Linked DNA regions of Ovis aries: region 1 is linked to region 2. Evidence: chromatin contacts called from public Hi-C data. All regions are on one chromosome and are shown on one strand. The core of a region is the stretch at or near the end of the contact, and the rest is flanking DNA. Distances in the headings are between cores, read along the strand shown.

Region 1 (6,524 bases), core at 2,842-5,341, 140 kb after region 2:
CACTGTCCATTTATAGATGGTCTCTTCCAACCTTAATGCTTTTAGAAAGAGTCCAGCACAGCGCTTGGTGCATGGCAGGCATTTAATGACTGTTTCCGTTCATTTAGCAGACAGGCTGACCTTCCTGGTGTGCCTGGGTATTCCTAGTTCAAGATTATTGCTTTTTCATTCTTCTATATCTCAAGAAAAATTTTAGCCCTTGAGAGCTATTAACAGTGAATACGCCTGGTTCCCACGGGTTTTCCTTCCTTGGGATTTTCCTCCTTAATGTCTATGTTAACCACACATTATCTCACTAGTGTTCTAGTTTGCATTTTTTTTAAAATCTGTAGTGAGACTGAGTATTTTCCAGGGGCCGTTTATGTCGATTCTAGGAAGGAGATGAAAGGAACAGGAGCTGATACTATGTCAGTGAGGAGGGCCCACAAGGAAGTCCAAGGGAGAGGCCCTCAGAGCGAGCTGGAGTTCAAGGCATGCAACACTCACCTTGTTATACACGTTAAACCATTCGGGATGGTGGTCCAATTTCTCAGCCTGCAGAGCCACTCTTGTCATGAAGCCAAAAGCCTGTTTAATGAAGCAAGACCCAGGTTAGTATTCTGAGAGAAAGGACAGCTGGGCTCTCTTTACGGCCAGTGTGAGGCCCAGAAGGAGGAGGATGGCCCCGATCCCTACAAGGTAACCTTTCTAGCTTTAAGCATCCCTCCTGGTGCCCTGCCACTAGCTCTGAGGCTGGAGTTTGAGGTGGTCCTTCTGCAGCAGAAAGTCTTATCACTAGGACCACTAAGAAGGCGGAAATCCCAAAGAGGTTTTGCGTCTTGGCCAACCTTTAGGTTATCTACTAAAATGTCTTCAAATAGTCACCTGTTTCCCACTTGAACTGTCTCCTCTTAGGACTATTTCTAAAAGTTCCAGGAATGGAGAGTCCATGGCTTCCCTGGTGGCTAAAGAATCTGCTTACAATGCAGGGGACCCAGGTTCGATTCCTGGGTCAGGAAAATCCCCCGGAGAAGCGCATGGCAACCCACTCAGTATTCTTGCCTGGAGAATCCCATGGACAGAGGAGACTGGCAGGCTATAGTCCATGGGGTCGCAGAGTCAGACACGACTGAGCGACTAACACACAGAAAATGGAGACAGCCCAGGGCCTATCTTTAGCTAAACTGGATGAAGACAACCAAACTGGATTCGCACAGCATCTTGAGAGTCTTGGCTTAAAGTACTCTAAGGGAGGGAACACGTTCTGGAGTGTGACCCCATCAGCCCCGGTCTCAGGAACTGTGTCCCACCCCAGTCATACCCGATTAAAGTCTTTGAAATGGAACTGCTTGAAGATGGCATCCCGGCCTTCCAGCTCGTTCCACCCCACGGCCCGCAGGTTTGGCAGCAGCTGGTCCCTTTCCTCAGCACTCAGCCTGTGTGCTTTGCCAGCCTAGGAGAGGGAAAACACAGACGCTCAAGGGCACTCCCCCCCCCCTTTAAACAGGACAAAAGAGAGGGCCCTGGGCTGTTGGGGAAATTTAGCCAGCCTCCACTGGTGGCTGTGGTAACACAGTCAAAGGGCAGCTTGTCTAACGCAACAGACTGGGAGGAGGGGCTCTGGCTCGGGCACTGATAGGTTCTTAGAGAACAGAGAGTCCTGAGGTGTAACGCCAGTCACCGGGGCAGAGAAACGTTCCTCCCTGCGCCTGTCCTCAGAGCTTTCAGAGGGCACCTCTCCATTTAAAAATCAGATCTCTTTCATTCATGAGAGAATAAAAGCAAATCCTACTGTGACTGTGAACTGAAGAGGAAACAGGCCTAGAGAGGGGAAATGACAGCCCCCTCTCCCCGACTCCCCTGTTAGTGAAAGCACAGGCATCATTCTCAAGATGGGTCCATATCCCTGGGGACTGGCAAAGGAACCAGCACTTAAAACATATCCCAGGAGATTCTTAGCTATTGGCACTACCTCCCAGTGGGTACCCCACCTCGTTGCTACACAGCCTCTGGTTCCCAGCTGCCAGGCCTATGTTTCTTTAATTTCTACCTTCTTTTCAGCTTGTCAGCTTGTCAGCTTGAGCCAGAGCTCAGGCCCGAAGCAGGAGTAACTTGGCCAAGGGCAAACAGACAGGGCAGTGCCTCAGCCTATTTTCCAATTGTGCAAAATATCCCTGGGGCAGCCCAAACTGGCACCATTCAGGCTATGAGGGGAACCTTCTCTTGGAAAACAGAAGAAAGGAAAGGTCCGTGCTCCAGCCTCGTAAAAAGATCCAGGTGGAGGAGCTTAAGGGATCCTAGAATTTAGGCCTGTGAAGTAGAATTACCCAAGGATGGACATTGTCGGGAACCAAATTAAAAGTGAATTAGTTAGGTCTGGGAAAAGAATATGAGGGAGGTTAATTTAGTTTTGATAAGGCAGCCTGCAAACTGGAAGCCAGGTGGCCTGGGGGCACTCATTTCTCCTGCTTGAAGGGTAAAAAGGTACAAGAACTGCCACTTTAGGAATCAGCAAGGGGAGCCAGGAGACACTTAACTCCATTGCTATTGAGGGGATATTATTTGCATTTTTAAAAGGAGACTTCTTGAGGCAAGCAGGTCTATGATAGGCCTTCAGGTGTGGGTTAGAACTGAACAAAACACTGCAGGGTCCTGGTAACTCAACAGTTTTCTCCCTCCTAAAAAGCGTGGGCTCTCTCTGGACAGATCTGGATGGGTCCGTCTCCTCTCCTAGGCTCTGTAAGATCAGCAAGGACAGCTGAGATTTACATCACCATTCAACCCAGTCTCTCTTCCACAGCCTGGCCCTGTCTCAGTGGCTGATAAGCCTGGTCTATGTATCCAGGCAACCAGATGGCAGCTAAGGCATCAGAAGCTACTACCTAGTACGCTGACTCTGAAAGGAGTGCATGGGTACTAGCGGGCTCCTAGGAGGCTCCCCTTTCTCTTTAGAGTCTTCTGGAATCCCCAACATTTCACAGCCTGGGGCTGAACTGACAAACCCCTCTGAGATCTGGGCTCAGAGAGGGAGCAGGGGCAGTGTTAGCTTAGTAAATCCCAGGCCAGGCCTGGGCCTCTGGGTGTGCAGAGGGGTTACTGATTACCCACGCCCTGCAGCTGCGGAGCCTCAGTGTACCTCACAATCAGCTCACCCACCACCTCCCCTATGTTCAAGCCAAGGTCTCCAAAGTGCCCTCCCAGGTGTCACCGCAGTCCCAGCTGCTCCTGATGCTTTGGAGCCTAACGTTTTTGCTGTTTAGTAAAGGTCTGGGTCTAGAAGCGTCCCTTCCTGCTGCCCTGCAGGTTCACCTTCATCTCTATAGCTGAGCATAGGGCCTGACACTCTGCTCCCAGAAAGTTCAGCCTGGAGGGCATATGATCCTGAGCAATCACGTCCCCACTGCCGGGCACAGGCCTCAAACTAGGCGCCAGAGGCTGGCCCTGAGGTCCAGGCTCCGCAGAGGGGGCTCAGCTAGACCTCATGCCCCGAAGTGCAAGCGAAAAGGACAGTAAACAGGCAGGCAGAGGCACACGGGAAATTCAGCCGCCCCTGCTTTGCACACCCACACAGGCATCGGTCTCCTCGCCGCTGCACCCCGCCCCCGCCAGCCCCCATAGGACAGGGCCGCGCCACCGAGGGGACTAGGTCTCCGGGCTAACTGTGCGGCCATTCCCCATCCCCGTCTCACCGCCCCCTCCCTGCCCGAGGCACCGAGGCCCTGAGCGGACTCTGGCCTGGGCTCCCCGCTGGCTGTCACTGAACCTGCCACCGCCCGTCTCTCGGCCTCAGCGACCCCGGCGGCACCACTGCGGGTAGGGTGGAGGCGGGACCGAGACCCCGACTCCCCCCGCCCGGCGCGCGGCTGCTTCGCTAAGGCCTGGGCGGGAGGCTCCCCCGCACGCCCAGCGCGGTCCTCTGGCCTGGGCGGGGAGACTGTGCGGGCCCCGGCCCTCCTCCGCTCCTCCCGCGCGTCCCCGCCGAACCCGCTGCCCGCACGGCGGCAGCGCGTGAGCCCCCTCACCATGCCGGACGCGGGGGCGGCAGCAGCAGCAGGTGGCCGCGGAGTCCACCGGCGCGACGCCCGGCGCTCTCGGAAGCCGTCGGGCGGGGCCGCGCTCGGGCCGCCCCGAGGCGGGAGCGCGGCCGAGAAGGAGCCGCCCACCGGTAATCATTAACAACCGCTGAGGTTCCCTTCCAGCACTTTCCTCGGAGGCAAAGTTACAGGGAGCTGGGGGAGTTCAGGACCCGGGCTCCAAACGCGGACTTCAGTATTTGCATCGCGCGGTGCCGCCTCCTATGTGACTCTGGGCGCGAGATTACTTTTTCTTTCCTACAAACACCTCATTGAGAAACTGACCCTCACAATAAGCTCCGCATATTTCAAAGGTACACTTCGATGCGTTTTGACGTAGTAGGCATCTGTGCAACCATGCATCACCACGTGGTATGCATCGCCGCGATGAAGATCATGAACATAGACATAACCCCTAGATAGCCTGCTCCTAACTCAGACAACCCCTAACCTGTTTCCCTATAGATAAGGTTGCATTTTCTATGTGAATGGTATGTGAATGATATGTGAATGGACAAAACATTCCATTCTTATATCTGCCTTCTTTCACTCAGCATAATTACTTTGAGGTTGATCTGCGCTTTTGCATATATCAATAGTTATTTAATAGTGTTACATTGTGTTGGAAGTGTTACAGTTTGTTGGACATTTGGGAAATGCTACAATTTGTCTGACATTTGGGTTGTTTCCAGTTTTTGACAGTTAAAGCTGCTGTAAACTTTTGGGTGCATATATGCTTTCGTTTTTCTTTCATATGCAGGGGTATATGCTTATAAGTTGTTAGGAAAACTACCAAACTGCTTTTCCAAGTGGTCAGATTATTTTACATCCCCATCAGTAGTGTATGAGACTTTGAGTTCCCCCCCACCTTCACAGGTGCACAAAAATTTGCCATGTCAGTCTTTTAAATTTTAGCCATTCTAATTGGTATGCAGTGATATCTCACTGTGGTTTTGAGTTTCCTTAATGACTAATGATGTTAAATACCTTTTTGATAGGGACAGAGTAAAGGGATAGAGTACGTGATTAAATAGTTAATCCCACAAGGGGATGGTAAGTAGAAAAAAGTATAGGAGACCCCTGTAAGTTAATGGTTACTCAGGAGAGCAGGTTTGCTTAACCACAAAACCAAGTAGGCTTACTTAGCAGCTAAACCATGCAACAGAAGCATAAGACATGCCCCCAAACAATGAAACAATGGTGGCTTGAGACCTACATCCTGCCCAGGGAACTCAGTAAGTTAATGATCCCTAGGACATGCTCTCTGCACAGATTAAAAAAAAAAAAAAAAACAACCAAAAAACCACAATAATTTGTGAACCTAACTTAACCATGCAGGGACAAGAAAACTCCCTACCCAACCTGGAGGAGGAACTGATGATGGAAGCATGACACCTACTCAGGAAAGACAGAGAAGTTCTCCTTCCCACTTTTCCTTTGATTATAAAATTGTAGCACACTAACTTCTGGGGAATGGCATCCTCTCGCCCACTTGCTTGTAAGCCTCACATTATTTATTCTAATAAATCACTTCTTATCTATCACTTTGCCTCTCACTGAGTTCTTTCTGTGCCGAGACATGAAGAACTGTGTTACTGGAGATCTTCCTGGTGTTGGAGAAGACTCTTGAGAGTCCCTTGGACTGCAAGAAGATCCGACCAGTCCATTCTGAAGGAGATCAACCCTGGGATTTCTTTGGAAGGAATGATGCTAAAGCTGAAGCTCCAGTACTTTGGCCACCTCATGCGAAGAGTTGACTCATTGGAAAAGACTCTGATGCTGGGAGGGATTGAGGGCAGGAGGAGAAGGGGACGACCAAGGATGAGATGGCTGGATGGCATCACTGACTCGATGGACGTGAGTCTGAGTGAACTCTGGGAGTTGGTGATGGACAGGGAGACCTGGTGTGCTGCGATTCATGGGGTCGCAAAGAGTCAGACACGACTGAGCAACTGAACTGAACTGAACTCGGAGCCCCAGGAAACAAGAGCAAATGGTTAAATTTTCATGTGTTTATTTGCCAATGACCCATCTTTGGTGAACTGCCTGTTCAAATTGCCTGTCCATTAACAACAACAACAAAAGCAACAAAAATTGAGTTTGTGTTTGTATTGGGTTTTGAGAATTCTTCATTCTGCATACAAGCCCTTTATCAGATATTTTCGATTTGCAGATATTTTGTTTGCATTCTCACAATGCTTTTCGAAGAGCAAATATTCTTACTTTTAGTGAAATCCAATTTATCAAATCTTTCTTTTCTGGGTTGGTATTTTGATGTTGTAACTAAGAAATCTTTGTCTAATCCAAGGTCACAAAGACTTTCCTCCTATTTTTCTTCCATATTTTATAGTCTCGGGTTTCATTTTTTTTTAGAATTTGTAGTGTTGTTTTTTTTTAAGTTGGTTATCAGGACTTTATATCTCAACATTGTTAGTTTTAGATACTGCAAATATCTCCTCCCATTTAGCCATC
Region 2 (5,987 bases), core at 1,366-3,865:
GCTGAAGGGAGGCCCTCTGGAGGTGTGTAGATGGACTCTGGATATGCTAAGCAAGGCATGCTGCCCCGGGGCCCTCTGAAGCTTTCGGTGACCAGGCCCCTGAGTTTCCTGTTCCATCCTTGATTCGCTTCTAGGGGATCTGGGACTTAAAGAAATAAAGTAAACCTTCCCTGAACGTCACTGTTAGCTGACCTCCCCTGCCCCCAACTAACAGTGGAAGTCACCCGCTGAAACCCCCGGAATGTTTATGCTCCTGACCCGAGCCACCACACCCTCTCTCGACCCAGGAGGGGCCCTGCCTGTGACCTGTGTTAACTCAGGCCTGAGAACCCACTGGGCGCCTGACTGATAGCAGAGGGAAGGTGACCTCCTCTTGGACCCTCAAACTGTTGAGTTCCTTTGTATTCTACCCTCCCCAGCTCCCTCCACCTCCTCCGTCAGCAGGGAAGGCACTGGGGACCTTACCTCGGCAGTGAATGCTCTGCCAATTGGGCCCTCACTTCTGTGGCCATCGGGGGCCCTCTAACAGAGTAAAGACTGATGCTCTTAATACGAGTGTTGAAGATGCATAACAGGAACAGACACTTTAGGGGAAAAATTGGCAATAGCTTATAAAATTGAACATTTGCCTGCCATATCCCAGTATAACCCAGCAACTGCATGTGTGTGCGTGCTAAGTCACTTCATTCGTGTCGGACTCTTTGCGACCCATGGACTGTAGGCTGCCAGGCTCTACTGTCCATGGGATTCTCCAGGCAAGAGTAGTGGAGTGGGTTGCCATGCCCTCTTCCCAGGGATCTGCCCAACCCAGGGATTGAACTCGCCTCTTTTATGTCTCCTGCACTGGGAGACAGGTTCTTTACCACTAGCGCCACCTGGGAAGCCCTATAATGGAACGTTCACATGCCATATCCCAGCATAACCCAACAATTACTGTCCCAGAAATATACCCCAGAGGAGCTCTTGCAGATGTGTAAGAATATTCAAACCAGCATTGTTCGAATTAAAAAACCTGGTGACAGTTCACATGTCCAATGGCAGAAGAGAAGATGAATATGCTGTGGCCCATTCAGACAATTGAACATTATACTGCAGTGAACATGAATGAACCACAGCTACATGCAACAACATAGATGAATCATACAAACGTAATGAACAGTCAGGGAAAGCAAATTGCAGAAGACCATATAGCTTGAGATCCTTTTTTAAAAATAAAATTCAAAAGCGAGCAGAATTATCATAAAGGTAATGAAACAAAAGCAATGAAACTGCAAAATTCATGTAGTGGCTATTTCTGAGGGCAGATAAAGGGCGGGGGGAGGAGAGGAGCACGTAGGATGTCTTGCTGGTGGTCTTCTAGCTCTTGGTTTCAGAGGTGCTTCTATTGGCATTCGTCATATTACTAAATAAGCTAGATGACATGAATGAAAGATAAACGGCAAAGCCAAATTGACACTTCAAGGTGACGATGAATCTGTAAGTGAAGTGCTGGGGTTGCAGGTGCCGAGGATGGGTGCAGCAATCAGCACGTTCTGAGAATTAACCCTCTGAGTCATAGAATCTGCAGGGCACCCCAGAGATTCTCCCAGGGCCAGGCTCCCATCAGGTTAGGGTGGAGGGGAGCAAACAGCACTGCCTGAGATTGGGGAAGGGGAGAGACTTTGAGATCAAGGAGCCAGGCATCCTTACTCAGTCTCCTAATCTTTCCCTAAAGACAAGACTAGCTGGTAGGGCATCCTTTGAAGGGAGTTTGGACATCCTTGATGAAGAGGCTAGGCTCTGGAGCGGTGGTTCCCAACCCTTTTGTTACCAAGGACTGGTTTCATGGAACACAATTTTCCCACACATCGGGGAGTCAGGGGAAAGGGTTTCAGGATGAGTCAAGCACATTACATTTATTGTGCACTTTATTTCTGTTTTATTACGTCGACTCCACCTCACATCATCAGGAATTAGATCCCAGAGACGGGGGACCCTTGCTCTAGAGCACTTCGATGCTGCAGGGCTGAGGACAGGGCATTTACAAGCACATACCCACCTGCCTACAGGAAAAGGAATCAACACGATAGACTTTTAAAAATACTTTTGACTGTGACCATCGTAAGAAACTCATTTTTATATTGTAACCCAGTTCACACACACACGTGTGCATTTACTTGTGTGTGTACGTGAAACTGAAGCAGTTCTTGTCCTTGTTGTATATGACACATACTGATAGTGTCATCCTACTTTTTGTCTTCGTTTTGTCGTTATCAAACTATTTCATTGATTTTATAAGCCACTGTGGGCCATATCACACAGCGGCTGGGAAGAGGTCAACAGGGCCTCTAACGGGCCTGGCCTGCCTTTGCCAGAGCGGGCCAGGCTGGGCCCCACTGCATCTGCCCTTGACCTTCCTTCCCTTTGCCCCTGGGTTCCCAGTTGGCCAGGCACAAGGGCCCTGAAGGCTGATACCAATTCAGAAACAGAACTTCCCTTTCCCCCTCTGTGCCTTCCCGCCGGCTGACCTCTGCACTCACCAAGGAAAGTGGCCGCTATAGTATGTGGGTGAGTAGCCCTCGCTGCTGGAGCAGGAAAGAGCCAAAGGACAAGACAGCGGGAAGCCTTGTCAGTTCTGTGGGAAAGCCTGTCGCTTTGTGACTGCATCAGCCAGTGGTTGCTAGGTTACCCCTGCCCTACAACTCCAGAACCACTCCCCAGCACCCCTCTCCTCACCCCTAGCCAGCTCCTCTTACCCTTCCTGGAGGGGCAGAAGGGCTTACCGAGCACCCCCTGCTTTCCTGCCCTCCAGGCTCCTCCTCTCTCTCCCATTCAGCACTTTCAATGGGGCTCAAGGGAGAAAATGAGAACTGGGGGCTTGTTTCAGCCAGCGTGCAGCAGGCAAAGAGAGAAAAACTGGCCAAAAGGTTTGGTTGGGCTGGGTGCCAGCTCTGTCGGCATGACCAGGCTGTCTGCCACTGTGGAGGAGTCTGTCCCCCTGCGCCCTATTTCTGGGGGTTGATTCTCAGAGAGCTGTCTCTTAGAAGGAAAGGAGGTGGCCGCCAACAGGATCCAAAGCCTTCCTGCGGCCCTACTCCAGGCAGGAGAGCTGGGTGGAAGGGCCCTGGACTGTCAGTGGCAGGGGTCTCAATGGGATTCTGACCCTCCCTAGGTGCGCTGCCCTAGGGGTGTCATCTGTGCTGCCAGAGGTGTGCGACAGTGGCGAGAATACTTGGTTCCAATTCCAGCTCTACCTCCTAGCTGTGCAACCTCAGACAATTTACCTGATGTCTCTGAGCCTCAGTTCTCATGTCTCTGAAATGGAAGATGATTCTTGCGCTCATTCTCATGGGATTTTTGAGATTGCCTAATGTAAAGCCTTCTGACTGTGTGGATCCCAACAAACTGGGAAATTCTTAGAGATGGAAATACCGGACTACCTGCCCTGCGTCGTGAGAAATCTGTGTGAAGGTCAAGAAGCAACAGTTAGAACTGGACATGATACAACAGACTGGTCCCAAATTGGGAAAGGAGTATGTCAAGGCTGTATATTGTCACCCTGCTTATTTAACTTATATGCAGAGTACATCATGAGAAACGCTGGGCTGGATGAAGCACAAGCTGGAATCAGGATTGCTGGGAGAAATATCAATAACCTCAAATATGCACATGACACCACCCTTATGGCAGAAAGCAAAGAATAACCAAACAGCTTCTTGATGAATGTGAAAGAGGAGAGTGAAAAAGTTGGCTTAAAACTCAACATTCACAAAACTAAGATCATGGCATATGGTCCCATCACTTCATGGCAAATAGATGGGGAAACAATGGAAACAGGACAGACTTTATTTATTTGGGCTCCAAAGTCACTGCAGATGGTGACTGCAGCCATGAAATTAAAAGACACTTGCTCCTTGGAAGGAAAACTATGACCAACCTAGACAGCATGTTAAAAAGTAGAGACATTACTTTGCCAACAAAGGTCCATCTAGTCAAAGCTATGGTTTTTTCAGTAGTCATGTATGGATGTGAGAGTTGGACTATAAAGAAAGCTGAGCACTGAAGAATTGATGCTTTTGAACTGTGGTGTTGAAGACTCTTGAGAGTCCCTTGGACAGCAAAGAGATCCAACCTGTCCATCCTAAAGGAAATCAGTCCTGAATATTCATTGGAAGGAGTGATGCTGAAGCTGAAACTCCAATACTTTGGTCACCTGATGGGAAGAACCAACCCATTTGAAAAGACCCTGATGCTGGGAAAGATTGAAGGTGGGAGGAGAAGGGGACGACAGAGAATGAGACGGTTGAATGGTATCACCGACTCAATGGATATGAGTTTGAGTAAGCTCTGGGAGTTGGTGATGGACAGGGAAGCCTGGCATGCTGCAGTCCATGGGGTTGCAGATTTGGACACAACTGAGCGACAGAACTGAACTGAATGTAATGCACATGGAAGTGTTTAGAATAGTCCCTGGCACCAGATATGATCTCCTACGTTATTACCCTCTCGGAGCCTGTAAAATGGGGTGTCGTCACCTAATTCTCAGGTAGTTCTGAAGGACAAATGAGCTGATAGAAGCGAAGCACCTGTCAGATGCCTGGCGCATAAGAGATGCTCACAAATGGTAATAATACTAATCACTAATGTTATTGGCATCTTTTTTTTTAATTGTAGTATGCAGATGACACCACCCTTATGGCTGAAAGTGAAGAGGAACTAAAAAGCCTCTTGATGAAAGAGGAGAGTGAAAAAGTTGGCTTAAAGCTCAACATTCAGAAAACGAAGATCATGGCATCTGGTCCCATCACTTCATGGGAAATAGATGGGAAACAGTGTCAGACTTTATTTTTTTGGGCTCCAAAATCACTGCAGATGGTGACTGCAGCCATGAAATTAAAAGACGCTCACTCCTTGGGAGAAAAGTTTTGACCAACCTAGATAGCATATTCAAAAGCAGAGACATTATTTTGCCGACTAAGGTCCGTCTAGTCAAGGCTATGGTTTTTCCTGTGGTCATGTATGGATGTGAGAGTTGGACTGTGAAGAAGGCTGAGCACCGAAGAATTGATGCTTTTGAAGTGTGGTCTTGGAGAAGACTCTTGAGAGTCCCTTGGACTGCAAGGAGATCCAACCAGTCCATTCTGAAGGAGATCAGCCCTGGGATTTCTTTGGAAGGAATGATGCTAAAGCCGAAGCTCCAGTACTTAGGCCACCTCATGTGAAGAGTTGACTCATTGGGAAAGACTCTGATGCTGGGAGGGATTGGGGGCAGGAGGAGAAGGGGCCGACAGAGGATGAGATGGCTGGATGGCATCATGGACTCGATGGACGTGAGTCTGAGTGAACTCCAGGAGTTGGTGATGGACAGGGAGGCCTGGCGTGCTGTGATTCATGGGGTCACAAAGAGTCAGACACGACTGAGCGACTGAACTGAACTGAACTGAATCTGTCACTGGTATCTTCATGGAGGGGGATGGGATGGGTCCTGAGCCTGAGAACTACTGTGGGCAGTTTACTTTATTTCTTTGAGACTCACCTGAAAAAGGGGCTCAGGATAATCCTTTGTCCACAGGACTGAGGTGAGGTCAGAGGCTGCTAGGGATGTAAACAGGCTATGTAAATGGAAGAGTCTGCAGATGGCAATTGGTCCTGTCCAAGGAGTGAGGCTGCTGGCCCTCAAAATGGATGGGTGTGGGCCTATTGGAGGGTCTTTCTTAGCCTCCCAGGCTTCTTATCAGTGGCCTGAGGCTTTTCCACTCTGTGTCCTTTGCTGGGGAGAAGAGCAGGAAGGAGGATAGCCAGAGGCAAACACAAGTCCTTCAAAAGTTCTGCCTATCCCCTCTGGGGGGTGGTGACTCAAGCCACTGCAGTGACCCATTTTGGGGTGGCCTCTGAATGTGACCTTGCCTCTAGGGCTTTTAGGCTCTGGCTTCTCCTGGGCTTGCCCCTGCAGGAATGAGGTGACCCCTTTGAAACCATTCTGAAAGCCCCCTCTTGCATGCTTCTGG

The links. A called contact is a pair of places that touch in the nucleus more often than the background predicts.
Region 1: a contact with region 2 is called in a Hi-C map of liver, with 3 times the contacts expected there. The contact joins the promoter of PCBD1 here to the promoter of TBATA in region 2. A contact is called at or near these places in 2 of 16 Hi-C or Micro-C datasets (both in liver).

What each region holds. Positions count from the first base shown.
Region 1 is chr25:26,302,295-26,308,818 of ARS-UI_Ramb_v3.0, forward strand. It overlaps PCBD1 (pterin-4 alpha-carbinolamine dehydratase 1), which reads right to left and starts at 4,092. Exons shown (of 4, transcript XM_015104414.4): 1 at 4,002-4,092; 2 at 1,301-1,432; 3 at 487-567. The coding sequence starts at 4,004.
Region 2 is chr25:26,161,342-26,167,328 of ARS-UI_Ramb_v3.0, forward strand. It overlaps TBATA (thymus, brain and testes associated), which reads right to left and starts at 2,616. Exons shown (of 9, transcript XM_042240878.2): 1 at 2,520-2,616.